Linked DNA regions of Anas platyrhynchos: region 1 is linked to region 2. The links are chromatin contacts, called in public Hi-C maps. All regions are on one chromosome and are shown on one strand. The core of a region is the stretch at or near the end of the contact, and the rest is flanking DNA. Distances in the headings are between cores, read along the strand shown. Region 1 holds the start of SLC41A3 (solute carrier family 41 member 3). Region 2 holds the start of CHCHD4 (coiled-coil-helix-coiled-coil-helix domain containing 4).

Region 1 (4,812 bases), core at 2,130-4,629, 300 kb before region 2:
AACATTGAAAGAAAAACGGTCTTCCAAGATCATAAATCTACATAAATCTATCTGCAATCTATTTCTCACTTTAATATCTCACTATGGGAAGCAACATGTCTTAGACTCATAGGAATGAGCAGGTCTGAGCACTCTGAAAAATAAAAATGAAAACCACAGACTTGTGCATGTCAAGTGGCTGCTTAGGACTCTCAGAACAATGTCTAAGGAGACTAAAGTAGTCTGCCGTGGGGTTCTGGATTTGACGTGGTATTTTCTGGAGCATTCTGCTGGGTATTGAGCACATGCTAAGGTCAATTAAGGATACTCTGTTCCTACAGTGAAGCCTCTATAGCTCTTCTAGCTTAGGGAGATCAGCCTGGGGCTAATAGCAAAAGTACACACCTCCAGATCTGTGAAAGTTATATCAATAGAAGCACAGTAGTTTCAGTGTCACTGTATCTGATAACTCAGGGCAGTCTGACCCAACAGCTAGCTAGTTAAATAACACAGGTTAACTAAAAGGCACACAGCAATAAGAGTCACTTAGAGTACAAAGGCATGGCAATTTGTAATCTCTAAATTAACTACAGCTTTAAAGTGTCTGAAAGTAGGCATTCATTGCTGCTTTAAAGCTCTGTATTGCTATGCCATGGGAGGCAAGGTCTGGTCCTGGCTGTCACTAAAACAGCAGTCAGATTGGAAGACTGAAGACTCAAGGATTTATGTTACTTGCTACAAGGCCCTAGAGAAGGATGCGGGGCGCAGCCTGGGCTGGGCTGGATATATGAAGTGTTAACAGTGCAGGGTCGGCTCCTCGCAGGGGACGCATTGCTTTTCAGAGCCACATCCAGAGCCAGAAGCAGTACAGCTGTACCTGCTTCAGAAAAGTACTATGCCATCACAGCCCCTGGGGCTGCAATTCAGCCATCCTCCTCCTGGGACTAAGCTAAAAGACTGCTGCACAGGACTGCACCTTCCTACTTAGATGGCTCAGCTTCTTTGCAAACTCTTCAGCACCATGGTGCCTATTACATCCAAAAGACAAAAACGGGCCAGAAAAACACCACATGCCGTCTACTGAGAGCTACACAAAATACATATACCTGCCTTGGAAGGACACGTTAGTATGCAAAACTACTGCACATTTTCCTTTACTTGCTAATCCCAGAGCAAATCCCTGCTTCTGAAGAGAAGTTTCCCACCTATCCCATACCAGGTACATCAGAACAGTTCCTTTCCCTTACCTGAACATAATCCAAAACCATGCCTGCCAAGACCATGCCAAACCCAGCTAGGAGGTACGGCAGGAGCACCTGCAGGCAAATCGTGATGGCTGACTCTTCCCGTGACTTTGCCATGGACGCCTTCTCCTCAGCCAACAGCTTCTGCTGTGCGGGCAGAGAGACATCCTCTGCCTCCTGGCTGCCAAGTCTGCTCTCTCTGTGTTTACCCTTGCTCTTTGCTTTGTGCCTGGATCGCTCTCCATTTCTAGTTCTGCCCTCTTTTCTCCTCTGCCGAGCCTCCTCACCTTTCATGGTGGCTTTCTTGAATCAAGGAGTTTTTCTGAAAAACAAAGTCAGAACCAGTGAGATGATGAAAGGAGGTGCTGGGTGGGTCAGGGACTGGCGACCCTGGCAACTCCGCTCCATTTACCTGAAGGCAAACCACCACCTACCCCCAAAACCCTAGATGCTCTGCTTGACCCAGATGCTGGTGCTTAGTTTACCTTCGGTTTTGTGTCAAACCAATCTCTCCTTCCATTACTGCATCTCTCTTCCTGGGCCTGTGTTCACACTGGAGCGCTCGTTGTGCATCCTGACTCCTACTCTGGGGACGCCTGAAAGGATGCGGAGGGTGCTGCAGGCAGCCTGCATGCTGGACCCACCAGTTCTCATAAGGGGGTCACGAGAACTGAGGAGCCCAACAAAATCCAACCCTTTTTTAGGATCTGACATGGGGCAGTTCACACCCCGGCACCCTGCAGTCCAGCAAAAGGTGTAACTCACACCTAGCATAGCAGAGCCAGCTACCAAATGCTCCCCAATATGAGGGCAATTCTTTAATCTGCCCTCCGATCTGAACACTTTTGCTTCCCCTCGCACCTCCTTTGACACACACACACACACGGTATGTGACTCACCTACCTACACAGAACCTGCCGTGGCCCCTGCAGCATCCTCTGAGAAAAAAATAAACGCGCAAAATTGTTACCAGTTTCTCTCTCCTCTCGTCTCACCCCTCCTGCCTGGATCCTTCCCCATCGCCTCCCCCACAGAGGCTGACTCGTTCCCCAGGACGGGTCCCCGCTGCCCCATCCCAGCCCCTTCCTCACCCAACATCTGGGCAGCGGAAGGAAACCGCTGGGAGGCCCCAACCGCAGCTGGGCGGCGGAGGAGGGAAGAAGGAAGGATGGACGACCCCAAAACCCCTCTGTGTGTGTGTGTGTGTGTGTGTGTGTCCCCGTCCCCTTTCCCGTCGCTTACCGGCTCCTCTCCCTGCCCGGGGCTCTGCCCTCAGAGGGCCGCGGGAGGCGCCCGCCACGGCCGGGCCGAGCCCGCCCTGCGCGGCGGCCGCGAGTTCGAGTCCGGCCCCCGGCGGCTCGGAGGCGGCGCGGCGCCCTGAGTGGCAGCCGCCGGGCCTGCCCCGGCGCCGTGCGTGAGGCGGGAGGGGGGGCCCTGTTGGTGCAGCCCCCTGCCCGCGGCGTTGGTGGATGTCCCGGGGCCCTGCCTGGCCCACGGAGGCCAAAAAGGGACGGGGTTGACGGGGAAGGGGGTCGGAGGGCTCCCGGAGCCCGCTCGGGACGTGAGCCCCTCAGCGAAGCGCTCCCCAGGAGGAGCGGCTGCCCCCCGAGCCTTCAAGCTGCCCCAACCCCCGGCTGATCTTATCATCAAGGGTGAAAGCTGAGCACAGGAGGAGAAAACCTCAGGCTGCAATTAGGAGTTGAAGAAAGACTTTTCCTCTATTTTTATTTTTCTTTCCTGACCCCTACCCCCTTAGTTCGGCATTACAACATCTCTCGCTTCAAGCTTCCTGTGCAAGCGCCTCCGCTGCAATCAAGAGCAAAACTCCAAGTGACTTGATTTCATCCCCCCCCCCCCCCCCCCAATGAACCAACGTTAGAAATGTGATTGCACCATCCATCACATCTGAGCACATAAATCCCATTACGCACTGAAGTAACCGTACTCGTGCACGGCTCCTGAATCACGCAGCTCAAATTGCCAGAACAATCAAGGATATTAAATCATACCTCAGTACCAGAGCAATGTTATATCCTGCTGAAGTCTCTCAGGTGTCACGCTACGCTAAAGGGCTCCTACTGACAAAATGGTGCCTCTGGGCCTGCAAGCCCTGGGCTCAAAGCAGGGTACACTGAAGGGAGCTGAAGGTTTTTGTAAGTGACAGTAACGAAACGCTGCAGCTGCTGCGTGTTGAGGGTGCGCATTAACTGTTGAATGTCACTGCTGTAACAGCGAGGCTTAAATTTCAGCTCACTTGGTGTAATTTTATGTCTTCCCTTTGCAACTGGTGCTTCCCTGAGAATGGTCAGAACACAGCGTTTTCCTATGGGAAATAAGAAGAGAAGGGACATCTATCAAAAACCTGCAACCTTGCCAAGACATTTTTAGACCTGTTAAATGTATTCTGCTATCACTTTACCCCTGAGCTTCAAAGAAAAATATCTACAGAGCAAGCAGAAATCCTTCTGGGGAAACTGATTGACATGGGCCTTTTGGTAACAGCTCTAGCTCAGGGATCTCCCACCTGGGTCCAACCATCAGCTTGCACAGGAGCTCCCAGCACCCTGCCACACCTCATCCTATGTACAAAAGGGGATGTAACTGTTTGGCATATGCACCGTATCCTCGTGTACCAACCTCAAATCTCCAGTGCATCACCACTGGGTACGTATTTGAGGAGGCTGTCTTTCAGCAGCAGCACAGAACTGCATTTCTCGGAAGCACAGCAGCAGTGTTTAGATACACCCTGGCTTTGACGCAAGGGAACGGCTGCTGGACCTTGACTGCAAACAGAGCTCCTGTGACCTAGGAGCCCCTGAGCTCCCAGATAGGAACAGTTCAGCCACTCACTGCAGCCTGCAGAGTGCTCGGTGACATGAAGCTGAGCAACTTCACGCTAAAATGATTTTCTTCCTCACTCAGCTAGAATTCACGTGTGCTACTTCTCTCTGCTCTCACAGAGGTACAAGTAACATTGGCAGTGTCAAAGGCATTAGGGGACTCATTGCACTTGTTCTTATTTCTCCGTAGTGCTTACAAAGACTTTCCTGCAATAAGAAAATAAGTTTCCTTCCTGTCTTCCATGTTGCTTTGCTCCTGGACTTTATTTCCAACAACTATTCCTTCAGCCAAGCAGAGGGGAATTTTACAGCCCTTTCCACTCTTCTGTCCAGAGACAACATTTGTTTTTTACCCAGTTTCCTGTTATACAATGACATTTCTTTGATGACTAGGGACTACTGAAGACATTTCTCAACCATAAAGCTTGATTTATGACTTCAATGCAGTTGGCCCCAGTGACACTGTGACTGCCAGGCTGTGTATTGTCCATTGTCACCACTGCATTAAGGCTGCTGGTGACTGCTCCATGGCACATTGGGCTGCAGTCCCATCATGGGACATGATTCCGGACACCCAACAGCTGAGATGCACGAACAAATGCTCAGTCTAACCTTCTGCTTTGTGAAACACTGTTAGCTATTATGGGTTAAAAGTATAATCTGGAGGTTTGTGTGCAGACAGAAACAGGCAGTACAAAACTGATACATGACAAATGCTTAATACCTTATAAATCCAGAGTTTGAGAGAC
Region 2 (4,532 bases), core at 1,700-4,199:
ACTAAAATACGCCCTATAAAACCAAAATATTAAGTCAGTCTCTGAAATATTCTGATCTCTTAAGTCTCCTGAATTAATTCATTTGCAGGTTTGATGTACTTTCTGTAAGATCTGCAATCTTCACTGAAAACTTGAGCTCACCTCTTCTCAAGACAAGATGGTTACAGATGAAAACCAGTAATTTGAACTTACCTGTCATACGAAATAAAAACATTTTACACCTATTGATTACATTGCCACTTGTACCATACAGGGTAAGTGATAAACATGTAATATTAAATAAGATAACAACCAGAATTTACGCCTTTTAAGCCCTAACTATGTTAATACAAGAAAGACATTTTTTTCTGGGTGTCTCTGGTTACTAACTGAAATTATAAGCCATCAAGTGATGTAATTGAACAGATCACTTTGAAAGACCATTAAAATTCAGGAAAAAAAGAGTGAGTGTTTTTTTACTGAACAGTTTTCTAAATTTACTAAATAGATTGCTTATTTACCAAACCAGTTGCCCCGCTATCAAGTCTGTAAAAATGAATCAATATTTTTGCTCCTACTTCGTAAAAAATTTGGTGGTGTTTTCTTCTTTTTTTGGGGATTGTTAGATTATCATATATTTCATATGTCACTTCCTACTTCCAGCCTGCTTACTACTGACCTTGTTCTTCATAAGGGTCATCTGGGTCATCTGCAACCAGTTCAGCACTGCTTGGTGTCTCATGGTCCTCCTTGGTCACAAATATAATTTTGTCTTTTCCTGTCATACAGGAGACAAAAAGCAAAAGTTCAGAGAAAGCTGAGACAGAATGAGTCATTTACAAAGCTGGTGAACAGCACGAAATAATGAGATATTCAACATGATGCTCTGGTGGTAATAATGAATGAATTCTACTGTACTTATTTATCACCTTCAAATACAAGTTGTTGGTTCACAGGAACAAACATAGAAAAACAATCTGGAAAGTATTCACAGGGAAGGTGCTAAAAACTATAAAAAAGACCTTGAAATAAGACCCACAATAAAATCAATGGAAATTTCAAAAGATTAGGTAGTAATTTATCTAGAAAAACGATGAAAGAAACTGAGCCTGTTCTCTTTGTACCACTCTCATATACCTGTAGGAAATTTTTCTTTTCCTATTGACTAATGAGAATAGGACATAACCAGTTAAACTGATTTACAATAAACATTTGCATAAAGCACAGTTAGGCAATGCAAATAAATGTCTACAGAGATTGCGGCAAGTCCTCACTAAAGAGAAACAAGATAAAACAGGTGCTTATTTTTAGAGGAGACCAGAATCAACTATCAGGACTCAGAAGCAGTAGAAGACTGCACACTATTTCTGAGCTGTGACAGCATTTAACATGCCTCAAATAATTTTATTTTAAACACCAGCATCCCCCTCCCCGCCCTAACGGAGGTAGGGACTGACACTGTGGTGACAGGAGCTGGGTGCAAGCAACCTGAGAAAGGAGGTGGAGAACATGAAATAGTTTGGGAAGTGTTCTTTTAAAGCACTCATTTAAATAGTGTTAGCATACATAATAACAGATCACCCATTTGTTTGTTAGAATATACAGAAGCTATCTGAAATTCTTTTCCTCTACAGTTCCAGTTTTTGCAGCAACAAACTGTAATGGCTGGAGATCACAGCACAGCTCATTGAACTGTGAAGTTAAGAAGTTGTTTTGAAACAAGCTCAAGCTACTACTCTCCTAGAAGAACTTGCTCAGCTGAGGGTGGTTAGACAGAAAAAGGAGCAGTGAAAGCAAAACTATAATGAATTACAGGCAAGCATTCAGGAGGATACTCATTAAGATCAACAGCCTCCATTAGAGGCCAGCGGCATGTTTTGCAATTATTACGTGAATTAAATACTGAAGAGTACCTTAACGGGGTTGAACCAACTACACCGAATGGTGCTGCACACATTACCAAGGGCAGAAAAGCCCCAGAGCATGCTTCCTGCTCTGGTGCCACTCCTGATTTAACAAAGAGGTTCTGAAGGGGCAAAAAGAGGCTTGGCTGGAAACCAGGGCAGAGTTTCCCAACAACTCTGCGAAACTATAAAAAATGTTCAGAGGCAGGAAGGTCACTACAAGGACGTGGTGTATTAGAAATTAGTCGCTCCTTGCATCTCAATGTGACCTCAACCAGCAGCTGCTCAGGGCTTCCCTTGGCTTTGCATTCAGACATGTCTCACACATTCAAACGTGTCTCAGAAGCAAATAATTTTAAGTTCTTTTTAGGAAGAAAGCAGTTTTTCCATTTTTTTTTGGTCAATTCTGCGTTGTACTCCAGCTCGCTTTACACCACAGAACACCTCAGGATTTCTCATAGAGAACTAGAAACGTATGAACTCTAACCCCTATTACTCTAACCGTAACTTTGTACGATGCCGTAAGCCAACTTATGACCTTATGATCCAGAACATTGTTAAATTAGGTTATAAGCATGAAGCAAAGAGGACCATAACTTCAGGCTGCCTCATCACAGCATTCAAACAGCATTCAGCGTGCATCACCAGCTTTCAAACCTAGAGAAAAACCGCTTTTCAAACTAGAAAACGCTTCTTTCTAGCGTAAAACCAGTCACGTTATCAAACGGGAAAGAAAAAAAAAAAAAAAAAAGCACCAAAAATCCACCCTCCGGGGCAGGAGGCGGCCAAGCCTCAGGAACCCCAAGACCCCTGCAGCAGCCCAGGCCTTCCCCTCCTACCTCCCCCCCTCAGCGGCCGCTTTCCCTCCCCAGCACTCGGGCCCTGCCCGGCCGGAGCCCAGCGCACCTTCTTGCCTGCAGTAGGACATGGCGGCACCGCGCACACCACGGCAACGGGCGGCGGCGGCGGCGGCGCGCGGCTCCCCCCACCTCACACACACGCTCCCGCCTCCGGAAGCGGCCACCCGCCGCTGAGGCGTCCCCTCGCCGCGGCGGGAACGGAGCGGCCAATCCAGGCAGGACTACATCTCCCAGAGTGCTCCGCGCGAAGGGGGGGACACCATTTTCTTGCACGCCGTGTGGTGGCTGGGGACTACATGTCCCGGCGTGCACCGCGCTGGGGGGGGCTGAGGCGAGGCGTGAGGCGCGAGGCGGGGTCGGGCTGAGGCGGGGTCGGGCGGAGCGCGGTGCTCGCGGCGGTTCCTGCGGCTCGTCCCGGGGCGCTGCCCGCTGAGGGAACGGCCCCAAGATGTCGAGGAACGTAAGTTTGGCCCTGCCGCCGCCCCTTCTCGCTCTGTGAGGCTCCTTCGGCTGCCCCGGGGTGGCTCTCGGCCGGCCCCTGCAGCCCCCACACCGCAGGGGGTGTAACCGCCGCTGTCAGCCTTTAGCGCCGCAGCAGAGGGTGGCGATGCCAGATTTGCGTTGATAGCCTTCTTTGGTGCCCGGGCAGCTTTTATTTTAAAGTATGCTGGCGCTGGTCACTGGCGAAGTAAAGCGTGAGGTGTTATTTATAGCCGTGTTGTAGCTGGCGTGGAATCTGGGAGCATTACTCAATTTCTCATCGCCCGAGCACGGGGCGTGGGCATCGGGTTGGGAGCGCTGGGACAGAGCAAAGGAGGCCTGAAGGGATGGGCTGAACAGCTCTTAGAGCAATTGTTTTCTCCGTCAGGCTGGAGTTTGTTTATAGTGGGCAAGTTTAGGCCCAAAGCAAGAGGCACTACTTTGCAGAGTAGCAGCTTTAACAAAGCTACAAAACTCATTCTGGAACAGAACGCCTTCCCCTTTCACACTGACACTGCATTTTTGGTTTATCTCCAACAGTTCTCTGACACAGGCAGCAAAAAAGAACATGTTAAAATCACAAGTGAGGCCAAACCGGGGTTCCTGGAGAGGCTCAGCGAGACCTCTGGAGGCATGTTGATGGGACTTGTGACGTTTCTTCTGTCTTTCTACCTTCTTTTTACCAACGAAGTAAGTGAAGTACTGTCAGTCTTTATGCGCAGCTTTAGCATGTCATAGCCAAGTTGACATTCAACTGGTTTGGCATGTACAGACTTGCTGAAATTGTCATGCTAAAGTTTTAATACTGCAACCGTGAAAATAGAACAATATGTCTGGAGAGTCTGCTGCTTATGCTTGGGATGTAACAGAAGAGTGAAATCACAGGGCCACAGGTGTTTTTTCTATAGAACAGTGTGACAGAGACGTAGGATGTGTGTGGTGGGAGGTAAGATCCAAAACCTTTGAGATGGTGGGAAAACAGGCTATATATAGTGTTATTGAAAGAGGCTTCTATGAGACAGTCACATTCCATTCATCTCTCTTCTTGAGATAACACAGGGTCCTCATTTCTAGTGCTGTTACAATTTCATTAAAGGAATTCATATTCCATGTTGCAAAAGTGAAGGTGTTAATTATTCTCAGTGTTACTTTGTCTTAGTTTTATATTTAAAAAGTAATTAAAGTAAATAAGGAATTCTTATACCCTACCCTTGCAAACATGCATGAGTTTGGCAGTTTTGAAGTGAGATATTAGACCTTCACTTAGGTGAATTTTCACCTAACACTTTCTTTTTTACCTCTACAAGAG

Evidence for each region. A called contact is a pair of places that touch in the nucleus more often than the background predicts.
Region 1: a Hi-C map of subcutaneous adipose tissue shows a contact between it and region 2, with 1.9 times the contacts expected there. The contact joins the promoter of SLC41A3 here to the promoter of CHCHD4 in region 2. A contact is called at or near these places in 2 of 8 Hi-C or Micro-C datasets (skeletal muscle and subcutaneous adipose tissue).

The regions. Positions count from the first base shown.
Region 1 is chr13:10,731,898-10,736,709 of IASCAAS_PekinDuck_T2T, reverse strand. SLC41A3 (solute carrier family 41 member 3) reads right to left here and starts at 3,379. Exons shown (of 11, transcript XM_005025093.6): 1 at 3,233-3,379; 2 at 1,227-1,545. The coding sequence starts at 1,517.
Region 2 is chr13:10,429,605-10,434,136 of IASCAAS_PekinDuck_T2T, reverse strand. CHCHD4 (coiled-coil-helix-coiled-coil-helix domain containing 4) reads right to left here and starts at 2,949. Exons shown (of 3, transcript XM_027468001.3): 1 at 2,790-2,949; 2 at 659-757. The coding sequence starts at 2,811. It overlaps TMEM43 (transmembrane protein 43), which reads left to right and starts at 3,044. Exons shown (of 12, transcript XM_027468000.3): 1 at 3,044-3,203; 2 at 3,764-3,913. The coding sequence starts at 3,192.